3 separate regions of the Mus musculus genome follow, and all the other regions are linked to region 2. Evidence: chromatin contacts called from public promoter capture Hi-C data. All regions are on one chromosome and are shown on one strand. The core of a region is the stretch at or near the end of the contact, and the rest is flanking DNA. Distances in the headings are between cores, read along the strand shown. Region 1 overlaps Dyrk1a (dual-specificity tyrosine-(Y)-phosphorylation regulated kinase 1a). Region 2 overlaps Vps26c (VPS26 endosomal protein sorting factor C). Region 3 overlaps Dyrk1a (dual-specificity tyrosine-(Y)-phosphorylation regulated kinase 1a).

Region 1 (4,770 bases), core at 533-3,032, 140 kb before region 2:
TAAACACAGAACAGTTCCGGGCTGGAGATGCAAGGTGGCTTGGGTATAGCTTAGTGGTGGAGCTGGACGTAACATACACATGAGATCCTGAAGTTCAGTCTACAATACAGGGCATGCCGGGAAAAGGATTGGGGGCAAAGAGTACGGAGCGAGGATTGTTAAAGCGGGCGAGAGACCACGCACAGGAAGATGCACACAAGCATCCCAACGCTCAGGTGTCTGGAGTCAATGTGCCAACTTATTAGTTAGCAACTGGGTAACACTGGGTAAGTCAGCTAGATCCTCGCCACCTTTTCCCATCTGAGAAATGGGCTAATAAGTTAACAGCATCTAAACATCCCTGTTTCTGACTAAAATAACAGAAACGATGAGCTTAAAGGGTTTGGTAAGAAAACAGAGAGAATTTGTGTTTTAATTCAACAACCGAAGCGTGAGACTGCAAATAAGTGTAAGGCTAGTAGTGCAGAAAAGGGGAGATGCATGAAAGTCGATCAAGTCCACTTGACAGCCTGAGTGCATCAACAGGACACACCTCTGAGCCCAGACTACCTAGAAAACAATGGTGATTAGCACAAGTCAGAAAACAACTCCACTACGTAATGGTGTTTCCCAAGATGTATCCTGACCCGAAATTCAAAGACCACTTTCTGATATGCATAGCAGTTTCCACATTTTCTAGTCTAAGACAGTTAAAACTGTTAAAACAAAACACCAAGAAGATTTCAGTACCACAATAAGGGAGACAGTCAGAGGACTCAGAAGCTAGGACATGCACTGGTGTTGCAGAGGGCCTGAATTCAGTTGCCAGCTACAAAACAGACAGACAGACAAACAAACAAACAAACCCGATGTTTTCAATTAACTCTATGGCCCTCACAATTCCCACTTATTACAACAAAGCTTCCAATATTGGTCTTGAGTTTCATTTACAGTAGCACCTGGAAATATGAACTCACTAATCTCAAAGATTTGTGAAGTCTTTGTATCACTTTTCTACAAATCCATTTGATCCACTGGAAGCTTATGATCAAATAAGTGATCATGAGTAGGCTTGGCAGCATGCTCCTCTAATCCCAGATCTTGAAAGGGAAAGAGGAGGAAGGAGGGAGAGGAAGAGGAAGAAGAGGAGGAGGAAGAGGATATTGGGATATTGTGGGCCTGTGTTATTCTTAAAGAGAAATTGTTAGTCAAACTGATTCACAGCAATTTATATCAAGTATATGAGGAACCACACAAGACATAATTACTGAAGTGTGCAAAGACTAAGGGATAATTTTTGAAAGATTATCTCACTTTTATTCAAATGCATGTTATATAGTATCAAATATAGTAAATTCTAAAATTCAGATTCAGTAAATTAATCTTTAATACATAAAATCTTTCTTTCCAGCTGAATGATAACTAATATAAAAATTCTGGCACACACCAAACCCAACTTTTCTACTTCCCAGGTTAAAAGGTAGTTTTTCTCGTGAACAGTCTTGCCTTTCAGGAGGAGCTCTGGGATTTGTACCCAGGGCTTTGCAGCTACTCTAACCACTAAGAATTCTGCCCCTTACTCAATTTTAAAACCTTCAAAAATTAAATCCTCAACTATTTAAATACTGTACATATATAAAATGTTCTCAAGGAGTAGTTACGATTTGTTGGCTGAACAGCAGAGGCAGGTGGATCTGAGTTGGAGGCCAGCCTAGGTTTACAGAGTGAGTTCAAGGACAGCCAGGGTGGATTACACAGAGAAACCCTGTCTTGAAAAATCAACAACAAAACCCAATGACAACAAAAACAATGTGTTTATGCCAACAGCCTGGACTGTGGATTCTCTTACAATGTAACTGAAGCATGTATGTCCTCATCAGAAGGAAGGCAGCAACTGCAGACCCTGTGTCGTTCCTGCACAACCCCCCAGGACTTCCTCTCGCAGTCAGTACTGGATCCTGGGAGCTCCCAGGAACATATAACTACTACTTAAGTACAGCAAAACATTCAACTGCTTCACAATGAAAGCAAACATCCCGGAATGACATGGAATCTTTGTAGCAAACTCTACTGAACAGTTCATTCACTAAGCCCTGAGCCAGACACTCAGCACTGCCCAATAGCTCACAGTCTGTGTGGCTATTCAGACCAAGATAAGTTATAAATGTAAAACTTCATTAACTTCTTTAACTTCATTACTCCTTAACATCTTAAAGTTGATTAGATATTAAAATAATATATTTTAAATATACTGGGTAAACTATATAATTATTATTAAAATTAATTTTAATTTATTATTAATTTTAAAATGCGATTGCTTGCTACGTGGACACTGTTGTTGTAGGCAAAGGTCTATCATTAGTGGTATAACTGTGAAGGTGGTGAGCAAAGCCTGGGCCTCCAGAAAGTCTGCATGTCCCTCTGTGTGAGTGGGAGGTGTGCAAATCAAAGTTATCAGATCCCAAGGGCTGGCTGTTCACAAGAAACCAGACAGGTACAGTAGCGAGAACGAGTGCTAGCATTTCCCTTCTCTTGTCTTCTCCACAATCTACACTAAAGACAAACAGGTCTTCCTTTAGTACAACTCAGTGCATTGGTAGGGGCTGTCTGGGGCTACAGCAGAGCTTCCAAAGCAAACTCCAGCCTGAGCTGCAAGGCATGGCATACTATATTTAACTGAGTCTTCAGGGACTCAAAAGCAAGCAGGAAAGCCAAGTTTGACCCAGTTCTATAAATGGCCTCCATCCACCATCCAAGTGAGGGGTCTTTTTCAGTCTTTTCCTTCTACCCAACACACACACACACACACACACACACACACACACACACACACAGTCTCTCTTCTCTCTCTCTCTCTCTCTCTCTCTCTCTCTCTCTCTCTCTCTCTCTCTCTCTCTCATTCCTCATCCAGCTTACTTCTATCATCTCTGTCAAAACCTTATCTGGAACAGTGGGGTCCAAACTGCTTCTACCCAGGCTCCATGCCCCCAGTTGCTTCTCAGGATTGCTATCAAAATTGATGTTCTCAGAAGTCTCAAAATCTCACCACCTGGAGCCCCCAGAGCCTGCAGGCTAAGTGCTCACGCCTCTCCCACCCCACTTCCCACCATTCCTCTCTGTTCTATCTCCCAGCACTTCTGTCTCAACCACACTGACCTTCTTGCTGCTCTGCAACAGCGTCTGGCAGGACACGTCTTGAATATGCAGCCTGCTCCCTTTTCTACTCCAAAAATTTTGAACTCAAAATTTGAGCCAGGGAGTGGTGGTGCAAGCCTTTAATCCCAGCACCTGGGAGGTGGAGGCAGGCGGATGTCTGAGTTCAAGGCCAGCCTGATCTACAGAGTGAGCTCCAGGACAGCCAGGGCTACACAGAGAAACCCTGTCTTTAAAAAAAAAAAAAATTGAGACCCGAATTAGATGTTATCCTAAGAAAACTTCTCCTAGAACCTTACTAAATAACTCAGTACCATCCTTCCCTTAGGACACTGTTCTCAGCTCCCAGAGCAAGCGTACTAAAGTCATCATTATGCTCTTGAAATAGAATCAGAACCCTTGAAGGAAGGATGATAACAGTTATTTGTCTCTGCATTTTGGAACTACAAAAGAGCAAGGCCTTAAAGGTGACAATGAGCTAATGAGTGAAAGAAAGAGCAACTGTGGCTCCCTGCCCATGATGTGCAGACTTGGGCTGAATAGGGCACTCCTTGGGGGAATCCTACACTTCCCTAGGCTAGTGATATAAACACTGCACACCAAAAACATTGCACAACTTCTCTGCTCACATAGATTCCTATGCAAGGACTGTCATACCCACTCTTAGGGACAGTCCCTGAATGAGTAGATGTGCTGACATCACTGTAAAGGGAAAGCTGTGATGTAGAGAACCTTGCAAACGTATATAAAAAGGTCAACGGCAAATGCAGACTAGAGCAGTCCCCATCTTATAGCCCAGCATACTTGGCCTATAGAAAACACTCGCATACAGATGCTATCATATGGGGCTATTTGGAATCTGGACACCCTTCTTGTAGAGCCAAAAGGTGGGAAGGAGGGAAGGAAAGCCATGCCTACAATAGAGGAACAGGATTTATCAGCTAAGCATGCCACACAGGGCACTTACTTCTTCATTGAGTGACAGATGGTCCTGAATTTTCTCATACCAACTCAAGTATTTTATCTGTGTGTGCGTGTTAGAGGAATATCTATCCAAACCTCTAAATTCTTACCAGAAACACCAGACTGTTTACCGTTTGTTCATTACCAAAGCCAGAGTTACAAGGAGTACGGAGACAGAGCCAGATGTGGCATCCTAAGCTGCCTGTCCCGTGGCTTGACCCAGTCTTTTCTATTGCCTAACACTTTGAACCTGAAAAGAGTTTCTTTATTGATTGACAGTCTTAAAGGTTTCTGAACATTTTAGCCTCAGTTCTTAGGACCTGTGGTGGTGTTTCACGGTGGGAGCACATGGCAGACAGATCACAGCTGTGCCTAACACAGCAAGAAAAGGAAGAGAAAGGGAAGGAAGTGGGTTCCGGAAGCTTCTGCAAGGGCATCATGGGCATGCCCTTCTCACTATACCTCTCTTTTAGTTCCTGCGTCTTCCCATTTGTTCCTCCCTGAAAACAAGGCTTTACAGGAGGCGCTGCAGAGCCAATCCACGTCAGGCACTTACAGCCTCTTCACAGTCTCCAGAGCTCCAATCTGCTCTGTGGCCTGATTTGTAACTTGCCCTTAAACTCATTTCTGGCTCAGGGGCTGAGTTTCTGTTGTATCCCTGAGACAGGACTATAT
Region 2 (4,713 bases), core at 1,750-4,249:
GACAGAGGTAAGACACACTTGGAGCAAGGAGCTCTTTTATTATGGTTTTATTATTTTGGGTAGAGTTTATATTTTAGAAAGTTCCCCAAATTTAGAAAAGTTCCCCAAATCTTTTCCCTGAAGGCCATACAAGCTGTCTGAGGAAGGCTGTGAGGAAGAGAACATGAGTTTGTTTAGGTTTATTAGTGTCCCATGTTTCTGCATCTTTCTAATTTTAATCCATAGGCACTTCGTTGGGGTGAGGTTAAATCAAAGATATAAAAGCATGAGAGCATCTGGATGTGGTGGTGCATGCTGTAGTCCCAGTTCTCTGGAGGCTGAGGCAGAGGGCACGAGAATCAGGACTTGGAGGCCAGTCTGGACTATGCAGGGAGGCTGTATCTCAAAATAAAGTGAAACAGAGAACATAAAACTTGGACTGCCTGAGTGCTAGTCCTATTTCTTTCTCTATGGAGCCCACTGAGGAGTCTCTGTGGGCACCTGGAGCTTGAGGAGAGACAGACCTGCTCTGCCCACAGAGCTGCGGTGCTGAGGCCCTGGCTGAGGGCTGTGGGAGCTGGGGCAGTGATGTTAGAGATGCCAGGTAAGGAGTAGCCCCGGGCCCGATGTTGGCCAAGGTGGCCAGGCAGCTTCAGTGGTAGGTCTGCTTACTTATGGTGAATATAGGGCTGTTAGGACAGTCTAGTGAGGTATTTGAGCAGGAAGCAGGCATACATGGGTTCAGTTCCTACTGTGTACAGCGCCTCAGTCCCTGATATGTGACAGGACCATTATTGAACCACTGAGATGGGACCTATACAGTTCAAGGAGCAGACTGACTCCCACAAGTTGTCCTCTGACTAGTAAAAAAAAAAGGATGTAAGGAAATGAACCATTACTGTGCAGACTTAAAGAACAGCAGCAGCAGCTTGATGTTTTTGTTTAGCATCAGTACTGTGCTACCAAGACACAGGAGAGCGGGAGATTTCATGTGCCTGCTGCTAGTAGGACTGCAGAGAGAGACAGGCACAGTGTGTGCTGATAGCTGAAGCTGCTTTGTGTTGACAGCCGATCCAGATTATCAACAGCACCATAGACGTGCTGAAGCCAGGAAAGATTCCCAGTGGCAAGACTGAGGTCCCCTTTGAGTTCCCACTGCTTGTGAAAGGCAGCAAGGTCCTGTATGAGACTTACCACGGCGTGTTTGTCAACATTCAGGTGAGTGCCTAACTCCACTTACTTGCCGCTTTTGTTTTCTGCTGAAAACCAGCTTGATTATTTTTTCTCACTGAAATAACTGAACTCAAGTCTAATAATGGATTGATTCCAAGACTGCTCCTGTGTGTGCTGTATCGTTTTCTCATTTTGTCCTAACTGCATTTTGTGTATGACTGTTACTGGTTTTGCAGAGCTAGAGATTAAACCGTGGGCCTCACACAAGCTGTGACATAAAGTCACGCTCTGAGCCCCTGTGACCCTTGTGTTGACTATGCACTGTGGCTATAATTTCTTCCTTAGGGGTCCTTTGTGCTACCGCATTTTTCTCAGGCCACAGTGACACCACCAGGGTCCCAGATGTGCTTCAGCCTCTTTCTGGCATCAGCACTAACTAGTCTGTTTTATTCTTATGAGTATCTCTTTGTGGAATAAATACCCAAAGGCTGCCCATTCAACATAGGCTGTATTCTTCATTGAGCAAACCTTGTAAATGAGGGGAAGTGGATTTATGATTTCCTGTCTACCTTTGCTGGTGAGGGGTGGCTTTCACAGTTGCTATTGTCTCAGGAGCAGAGCCCAGTCATGACTCAGCCAGAGGAAGAGGCCCCGTCCCTCATTCAATGAAGAGAAAGGTACTGTTGTGTAGTTTGCAGCGGGACAGCTTCCTTGCTAACTGAGAAAATCCTGCAGTCTTAGGATGCACAGAAAGTCAGGAGATTGGAAAGTTGCTTGATTTGTGAATTAAGTTTTAGTTGATCACATTTCACTTAGTAAATACCAATCATTTGCTTAAAATCTAGCACATTTTTTAAAAAGTTTCAAACCATTTGGGAGGGTTAATAAAGGTTTATTCTTTTTTCTTTTCTTTTTTTTTTTTTTTTTGGTTTTCGAGACAGGGTTTCTCTGTGTAGCCCTGGCTGTCCTGGAACTCACTTTGTAGACCAGGCTGTCCTTGAACTCAGAAATCTGCCTGCCTCTGCCTCCCAAGTGCTGGGATTAAAGGCGTGCATCACCTCACCCGGCTAAAGGTTTATTCTTACATAAATTTCACGAACTGTTAGAAACCTGTCAAGGTGAAGAACATGGAGTGCATACTCTGTGGCACAGCCTGCTTTCCATGAAGACATGTTTTCAGGGTTTTCTCACATACCTGCTTCAGGCAGCAACATACAAAAGCTAAACACATGAAAAAAAAATATTACAAAAGTTTCGTTAGAGAGCGCTCAACAGTGAAGACTCCGTGCAGCTCTTGAAGAGACCCAAGTTTGGTTCCTGGCATCCACATGGGGCTGCTCACAGCTACCTGGAACTCTAGCTCTGGGGGGCATCTTCAGGTTTCTGTGGCCCTGTGTGTGTGTGTGTGTGTGTGTGTGTGTGTGTGTGTAATGGAATGGATGCTTCATGCTAGGCCTGAGTTCTGTCTCTACAACTTGCATGGAAGGAAGAACTTACTCCCTACGTTTTCCTCTGACTTCTACATGTGCACTATGGTACACATTATGCTATCCTACACACACACACACACACACACACACACACACACACACACACACACTACACATTATGCTATCCTACACACACACACACACACACACACACACACACACACACACACACGCACGCACGCACACACACAGCAAGCTTATTGGGATAAGATAGATTTCCTGGTCATAGTCTCTTTTGTTTATTGTCACTGAAATGATGAAACTGATTCATTTTATTGATTTCCAGTTAAGTTCAAAGTCTCATCCTTTTCCAGATGCTGCTAAGAGTACAGATGCAGAGTGTGTGCCGTGATTGCGTAGACTGTGTATGTGCTGGAACTCCTAGTCACGAAAGTATTAGTGCGTGGCTAATTCTCTAGAGGGGTTAATGATCCCCTCGCCCAACCTTTTCCTTGGTCATCAGATTTTACCACTTCAGGGTTGACCTCAGCCACAGCATGGGTCTGTATGCAGGCCCAGACAGCTCAGCATTTTGTAAAGATGCAGTTTCCTCTTCGCTGAGCCTCAGGTTTATGTGGGCTCATCACCATTCACCATTGGTTAGTCTCTTCCCTTGCAGAGCTGGGGTGGAAACCCAGCTGGACACATGTGAGACATGGGCTCTGTCACTGAGCTACATCCCCAGCCTTGCCGTTCTTTGTCGTCTGTGTTTACTTTCTGAGTCATTTCAAAGTTAGCTGCAGAGCCTGTGTGCACTTACTTGTCTTACTTCTTTAGTGTCCATTCCCACAAACCCAGAGTTCTATCATACAGCACCATAGATAACCGTCTTTATCAAAATTAACATAAATCCTCAAATAATTTCTAGCTCATATGCAAATGTTTTATTTTCTCTTGTGCAAATATACGTAATAAAAACTAGGATTATGGCTTTTTGCTCTATTTTATCCATCCTTGCCCCCTTTGTTTGACAGGTCTTTTCCTAGTCTCCATGCTTGTCAGTAAGCAAATGTCATCCATGATTTTCTGTGATCCCATGTCTCATCTCAGCATAGGGATTCCCAAGGTGTCGTTTATGGTACCCATTTCTGGCCATGCCTTCTCTGAAGAGCACATGAATGAATATCGGTGCATTACTCAGAATAGAAGCTTTGTTGTTAAACCCTAATACATTCTCAAATTATATAGACACAATGAACTTTTTCTTTTATAATTGAGGTAATATTGTAATAGCATAGTGTAAAAAATCATGAGACAAAATAAGGAATTTAAAATGTAACCTGCATTAAATTTCTGACTTGCAAAAGCTTAGCTTGCTTGTTATTTCTTACTGAGTTCTGCTCTTGTAGCCAAACTGGCAAGATTTTATACTATAGCACAGATGAATATCAGTATCACCATATCTGCTAATATTGCATATTCAAAGTTAATTTTTAAAAATTCTCTTCACCCTTTCTACCGTTAAAAATACTGTGTGTGTGTGTGTGTGTGTGTGTGTGTGTGTGTGTGTGTGTTTTGCAGAGATGATTCAGTGGTTAAAAGCACTTACTGCTCTTGCAGAGGCCAGAGTTCAGCTGCTAGTACTCATAGTGAGCAACTCACAACTACCTATAACTCTTGCTCCATTCCTCTGGCCTCTGTGAGTTTCCTTCATATACACATATCCACACAGACACACACACTACCAACACATAATTTTAAACCTTAAACAAAAAATCCAACCTTGTACCTTCTGGCCTCCTGATGCCCTCTGACCTCGTCCTGAGCTCACCCCACATAGATCATTGCATGGGGCCTAGGAAAGTTAGTTACAAAGTAAGAAGACCCAGGGTTTCCCCGCAGGCAGAGATGGGCTCTAGTTACTGTCCAACCAGCATACAGTATAAGAACTTGGTGTAGGTTTTGTCAGTTTACATCCCACCTCTGTGCCCCACCCCCAGCAGCCTGCCTGACTTTGTTGCTAGAAGATTAGTAAGAGAATCACATGAAGAGCTAGGCACAGGCCTGTCACACAGTGTCCTCTGTGATGAACATGAGTTGATGACTATCCTTACAGTAGCCTTGTACAGCC
Region 3 (4,916 bases), core at 1,532-4,031, 190 kb before region 2:
ACAGGCTTCAGGCAAAGAATTAGGGGATGGCTGAAGGGATTTAAGATTACAGTAAGATAAAAACCCAATGGTAACAATCTTCCAAAATATATTGGAACAATCATCAAGCCAACTACTGTTCTCCAGACAGGTAGCAAGGTCTGCTTGGTGCTTTTGGAATGCCCAACCTGAAAGATCCCAGAACATTTTCCTAGGATACTTAGCAAGCCGGTCTCCACCCCACCTCCAGGCCCCTCACCTCACGTGTTCAGAGCCCTGATCCTCCGTGGAAGCCCCAACATGGTGATTTCTGCGTCTTCATCATGGGTTCGTGCTATCTCTGTCCCACACTCAAGGGTGAAGCTGCCTTATTAGCTAGCATGACTCCTTTCTGAGCACTGTTCCTTGAGAACCCAGCCCAGTCTAGCTAGGGTAGGTCAGAGAGCTGGGTCAAAGACACGAGTGTAGCCCACCCATCTGGATGGGGGCGGGACTGAGGTGAGAGCAAGCGGGGAAAGCGTCTACTACAGGAGCTCCATACAGGAAGAATGTAGGCCAGCGGCTCCCCACTGCTCTGATGCTGAGACCCTTCACACAACGTCCCATGTTGTGGTGCCCCCCCAACCAGAAAATTATTTGTATTGTTACTTCTTAACTGTAACTTTGCTGTTATGTGTTAAAGATCTGTTACCCAATGGTCTTAGGGGATCCATGAAAGGTCATTCAACCCCAAAAGGAACCCCAGGTTGAGAGCCGCTGATCCAGGCAGTCACTTTGTGTTTATGCCAGTCTCCAGTTGGGGAAAAGCTTTGTGTCAAGATTAAAGAGGACAGTGTGTTTGAAAGTGACCAAGTGCCTGTGTTGAGCCAAGGTTAATGGTGCTACAACAGACCCGTCCTGACCCAGAGCAGCCTGGCTCCTTACCTCAGCTGCTGACACCCAGGACCTGGCAAAACAGGTAAGAGGAGCAGGAGCGCAGCTTGAGTCTGCACTGCAGACACAGCTGCCCTGCAGACAGCCTGGACCATGGGAGCTGCACTCAGTCCACCAGTGCCACGCACAGCTTCCATATCCCCAGGCTGTCCTCACACACAACACAAAGAGGCTGGCCCTGCGTTTAGAATGGACCATTTGATCTACTTACTGCACATAGTCTCCAGACAAAACCAGACATAAAAGAGGAGCCCGGATTCTCAAGGCAAGTATAGTAAAAGCGGGCCACTCAAACAGAGCTGGGGTCAATTTAAAATGCAGTGCTTCCCGCCCGTCTTTATGTTATGTGTCCCTCACTGTAAGAACATGACATTTAATGACATGTAAGTGGGAACCAAGGACAGTGACCAAGTTCTGAGGTCTTAGATTACTGCAGCTTTGTTTAAAATGAAAAAAAAAAAAAAAGTAGTTCTACTATTTATTAGGTATAAGTAACTCTTGGGTATGTTGTCCAATATCACAAAATATGCTTGTTACCTAACTAAAGCAGAGTCCTGTAGCCCATGACAAAAGGCAGTTCTGCTCTGGTACACAAGCTCTGACTATGAGCACAGTGTCCAGAATCACATTTGTTTCTTTTCTACCTAAGTTTCTTACCTTCTGAAGGCCACTCAACAGACCCTGTGCAGGCTAGCACTGAAAAGAGAGGGCTGTGGGTTAGAAACTGCCTCCGCACGGCAGGATTCCGGGCTCTGCACAGGAAAGGGACAGAGCAGACTCAGGGAGATGGCACTCAGTTCTGTCCTTCATCCCCACAGGACAGGCCCCCACGTGCTCTCAACACAGAGACAGTACCACAGGGGAGCACAAATCAACATGATAATCACTCAGGTAAAGAATCCATTTTAAAAACCAAATTATCTGTTAAACCTCCAATTTTTACTTTCAAAGACACTTGCAGCCAATGTCTCTGTCTCACAAGTCTTTTCCCTTTACATAGGCGACAGGATTGTGCCTGCTTTACCTACCACACCCGGACCCGCTTCACTGCACACGAAGATTGTTTTTTTACTGTTTACATTTTTCCTTAAGTTAATTTTTAAAAAAGCATAGTAAAGACTCTGAGGACAAATTATTCAACTGTTTATCATACATAAGACCGCATGACTATAATACAAAGGGGGGTCTTTTTTCATTTAACGTTACAATATACACAGCAAGTCTGGACTAGATCTTACAATCTGAACACAGGTATTTAACCTCTCCATGCTGTTTATGTTTACAATGCACAGAAGTCCTGTAACCAAACTGTGTAGTAAAGCACACAAAACTGGACTGTAACGTGACACGGTATGCAGAAGCACTGGATTGTGTGGCTCTCTTTACGTAAATATAGCTTTAAAAACTGCTTTCTTTTTTGGTGCTTGCTAAAATGTGGCAACCAGCACAGAAAGAAAAAAAGAATGACCTGAGCCACGTGGGGTGGGTGTGTGGCACCTGGGGCTCCGCAGCCACAGGCGCTGCGCCCTCCTGACAGTGCTGTGCTCAAGGTGAGGCCTCTGTACGGAAATGCTCATCAACTACCAAGCTCAAAACAATCCACAGGCTTGACATTTAATTACAAAATCAATATGGGTTTCCTGATTAACACCTGAAGTGTCTGTGTTTATAGAAACGGGGCTCTCTGAGTCTCCACTTGCACTCACAGAGCTTAGGCCTTTCTTTTGTTTACATATAAAAAACAAAAAAAAACCTGCTTTTGCTCAGAAACAAAAAAAAAAAAAAAAAACACCAAACAAACCTTGACCTAGTCAGCCACGTGGAATTAAGCAATAAAAAGTACCGTGGTGTTCTGCTGCGTTGCTTCCAACAGGGTTATTGGCAGAGGTAGATCACTGCTTCTTTCTAGGCTTCTTTTGATCCTGGACAGGGAAATTACTCTATCTTCATTCTCCCAATTCAACTGCTTCAGAGTATAACACCCTAAAATTGCTCAATTTCAATGGGAACACAGATTTAGCCACTGCCAGACTGTGCTACTTGAAGGCAGCAGCATCTCCAGACAAGGCAACTGCTAGTGCCAGCCTGCTTCCTTCAGGTCATGCTCAGAGCTCTGCCTGCTTCCTGTTCCTACTGTGGACCTGTCGGTTCAATCAAGGTCTCAAGTTCAAGTTTACAAGGAAGTTAATCAGGAATACAAGATCAACTGCTGGCTCCATAGCTTCTGGATCCAGTGTCCCTTTCCCTTCAGAAGCCTGAACACATTTAGAATGTGACAGGTGTTGTAATCTTGAATTAGATGTCAATCTATTCTGTCCAGTACAAGATTGCTGTAAATGTATTGGCTATGGATTCAACAACAGTTCCAGTTTTGTTTAAGCAATAGTACAGCCATCATTTCAACTGACGTTTAAAACGGTCTCGTTACACCTGTGTCAAAGTGCAGGCCTGCGACATTATTGGTTACAGACATCTATGTGCTATAAAAACAGCTTTGGTACAATAAATTATCAAAAAAGAAAATAAATTTTTGTAAAATTCACAGCATAATTGTGAGGCAAAAAAGCAGTCACATAAAATTCTGCATTTTAAAATGTTCAGGGTGAACAGAAGACGTCTTTGTGCAGAAGAAATGGTGGAGACACCACGTGCCGAGAAAAAGCCAAAGAAAAGGGAAAAGCAGGAAGGGACACAGCTGTAGCTATTTCCATCAAAGCAAACCACTACCTCTGTGGCCTTCAACCAAGAAGGGAGTCAGCTTTATGACACACGCAAAGTGACCTTGCAATACCTTACAATTAGTGGGTCACAAAAGTCTATTTTAAAAGAAAGGCCTCTTGAATTACCCATTCTCTGTGTTTTCAGCATTAAGGACTGTCTGCAAACGCATGTCCACAAGTGATTGCATCTGAAATGGTGGGCTCTTCTAACTCCGAGTCCAAATCCGTAAGGCCAAAGGTTATCCCAAGGACCACCACTCAGACCTCCCCAGGACTGGCCACAACCGACCCGCTGATTGCTTCTCAGTGCGCCTTGGTAAGGAGACCGACCAGTCACGTTCCATCCTATCCTCCTGTGGCCTCTCCAGCAGGAGACCCACAGGATCCCATGCAATGGCTGCTTTGCTCCTCAGTAGGCTCAGATAGGAGAGTCCTGATCCCCGCCACTTAGCATGCTTAATGTGCCTTACAAATGTCAACACAATCGTCCCTTTCACACAGCTGAAGATGATGTTTGTGTGTGCTAGAGGTCCCTCTTCCTTACAGTACTGCATTTCCGTGCCCAAGTGTGTAGAGGACATAAAAAACCCAAATTTCCCACCCCACCCCCAGCCCAAAATGAAACAAAACAAAACAAGGGAAAAAGGGAAAAAATAAAAATGAAAACAAAACAAAACACCCTTATGGGGCCCTTTATGCAAATTATGTGCAGTGCCTTTTTATTTTAAAATTAGTTGGCAAATGACCAAGACCAACAGCTGAACATTAACTCTTGTTGGATAGAAAGACAAAACCCACTGTGACCAGGAGATGGAAGTTAAATGGGGGAGGCAGAAAGAGGACACTCTGAGCTCTCCGTGAAGATGGGTGGACATGGCTCTTAAAAACTTCATTGTCCCTTTGCAATCTTTTCAAGTTAAAAAAAAAAGTCAGCTTTGCCCTCTTGTAGCGGTTCAGTGTGTTAATCTCCTTCTGATTCAAGCAGCTTTGCACTTTTGTTTTTTGGGAAAAAAACACCACTTCTATAAAAACACACAAGAAACAAACTCAAGTTTCAATGTAGTCACGAGCTAGCTACAGGACTCTGTTGCACACAAACTCCTGTCATGGGAGACTCTTCTCTATCAGCCCCTTGTCTCATCGCCAGATGTCCTTCAGTCATGTAATGTGCAGGACCTGTATTAGCAGAAAATTGGTATGTTGGATGTCCAGCTATGCCAGTCTCTTGGCGGGGATTGGAGTAGACGGTCAAATTAACGTCCATAGCTCCATTCTGTCCAAAGT

Evidence for each region. Capture Hi-C pulls out chosen DNA fragments and counts their contacts.
Region 1: a contact with region 2 is called in a promoter capture Hi-C map of liver. The contact joins two enhancer-like sites. A contact is called at or near these places in 3 of 484 Hi-C or Micro-C datasets (the HPC-7 cell line, bone marrow-derived macrophages and nephron progenitors), 2 of 115 datasets of contacts at active chromatin or transcription factors (bone marrow-derived macrophages and embryonic stem cells) and 3 of 9 other capture datasets (adipose tissue, liver and pancreatic islet).
Region 3: a promoter capture Hi-C map of liver shows a contact between it and region 2. The contact joins two enhancer-like sites. A contact is called at or near these places in 9 of 484 Hi-C or Micro-C datasets (the G1E-ER4 cell line, brown adipocytes, cerebellum and 3 more), 2 of 115 datasets of contacts at active chromatin or transcription factors (bone marrow-derived macrophages and large pre-B cells) and 3 of 9 other capture datasets (adipose tissue, embryonic stem cells and liver).

What each region holds. Positions count from the first base shown.
Region 1 is chr16:94,647,098-94,651,867 of GRCm38.p6, reverse strand. The region is part of intron 2 of Dyrk1a (dual-specificity tyrosine-(Y)-phosphorylation regulated kinase 1a); the gene reads right to left. Among named protein-coding and RNA genes, the nearest start is that of Gm41504, 64 kb to the left of the region's middle. Within about 2 kb of position 1,782, at least 8 of the 459 cell types and tissues checked have an H3K27ac peak or open chromatin away from gene starts, as enhancers often do. A contact at or near this core is called in liver, where this site is marked.
Region 2 is chr16:94,507,222-94,511,934 of GRCm38.p6, reverse strand. It overlaps Vps26c (VPS26 endosomal protein sorting factor C), which reads left to right. Exons shown (of 8, transcript NM_007834.3): 3 at 1,048-1,197. All of the region lies in intron 3 of Gm31323 (a long non-coding RNA gene), which reads right to left. Among named protein-coding and RNA genes, the nearest start is that of Vps26c, 17 kb to the left of the region's middle. Within about 2 kb of position 2,999, at least 11 of the 459 cell types and tissues checked have an H3K27ac peak or open chromatin away from gene starts, as enhancers often do. A contact at or near this core is called in liver, where this site is marked.
Region 3 is chr16:94,691,981-94,696,896 of GRCm38.p6, reverse strand. It overlaps Dyrk1a (dual-specificity tyrosine-(Y)-phosphorylation regulated kinase 1a), which reads right to left. Exons shown (of 12, transcript NM_007890.2): 12 at 1,378-4,916. The coding sequence ends at 4,696. Among named protein-coding and RNA genes, the nearest start is that of Gm41504, 19 kb to the left of the region's middle. Within about 2 kb of position 2,781, at least 11 of the 459 cell types and tissues checked have an H3K27ac peak or open chromatin away from gene starts, as enhancers often do. A contact at or near this core is called in liver, where this site is marked.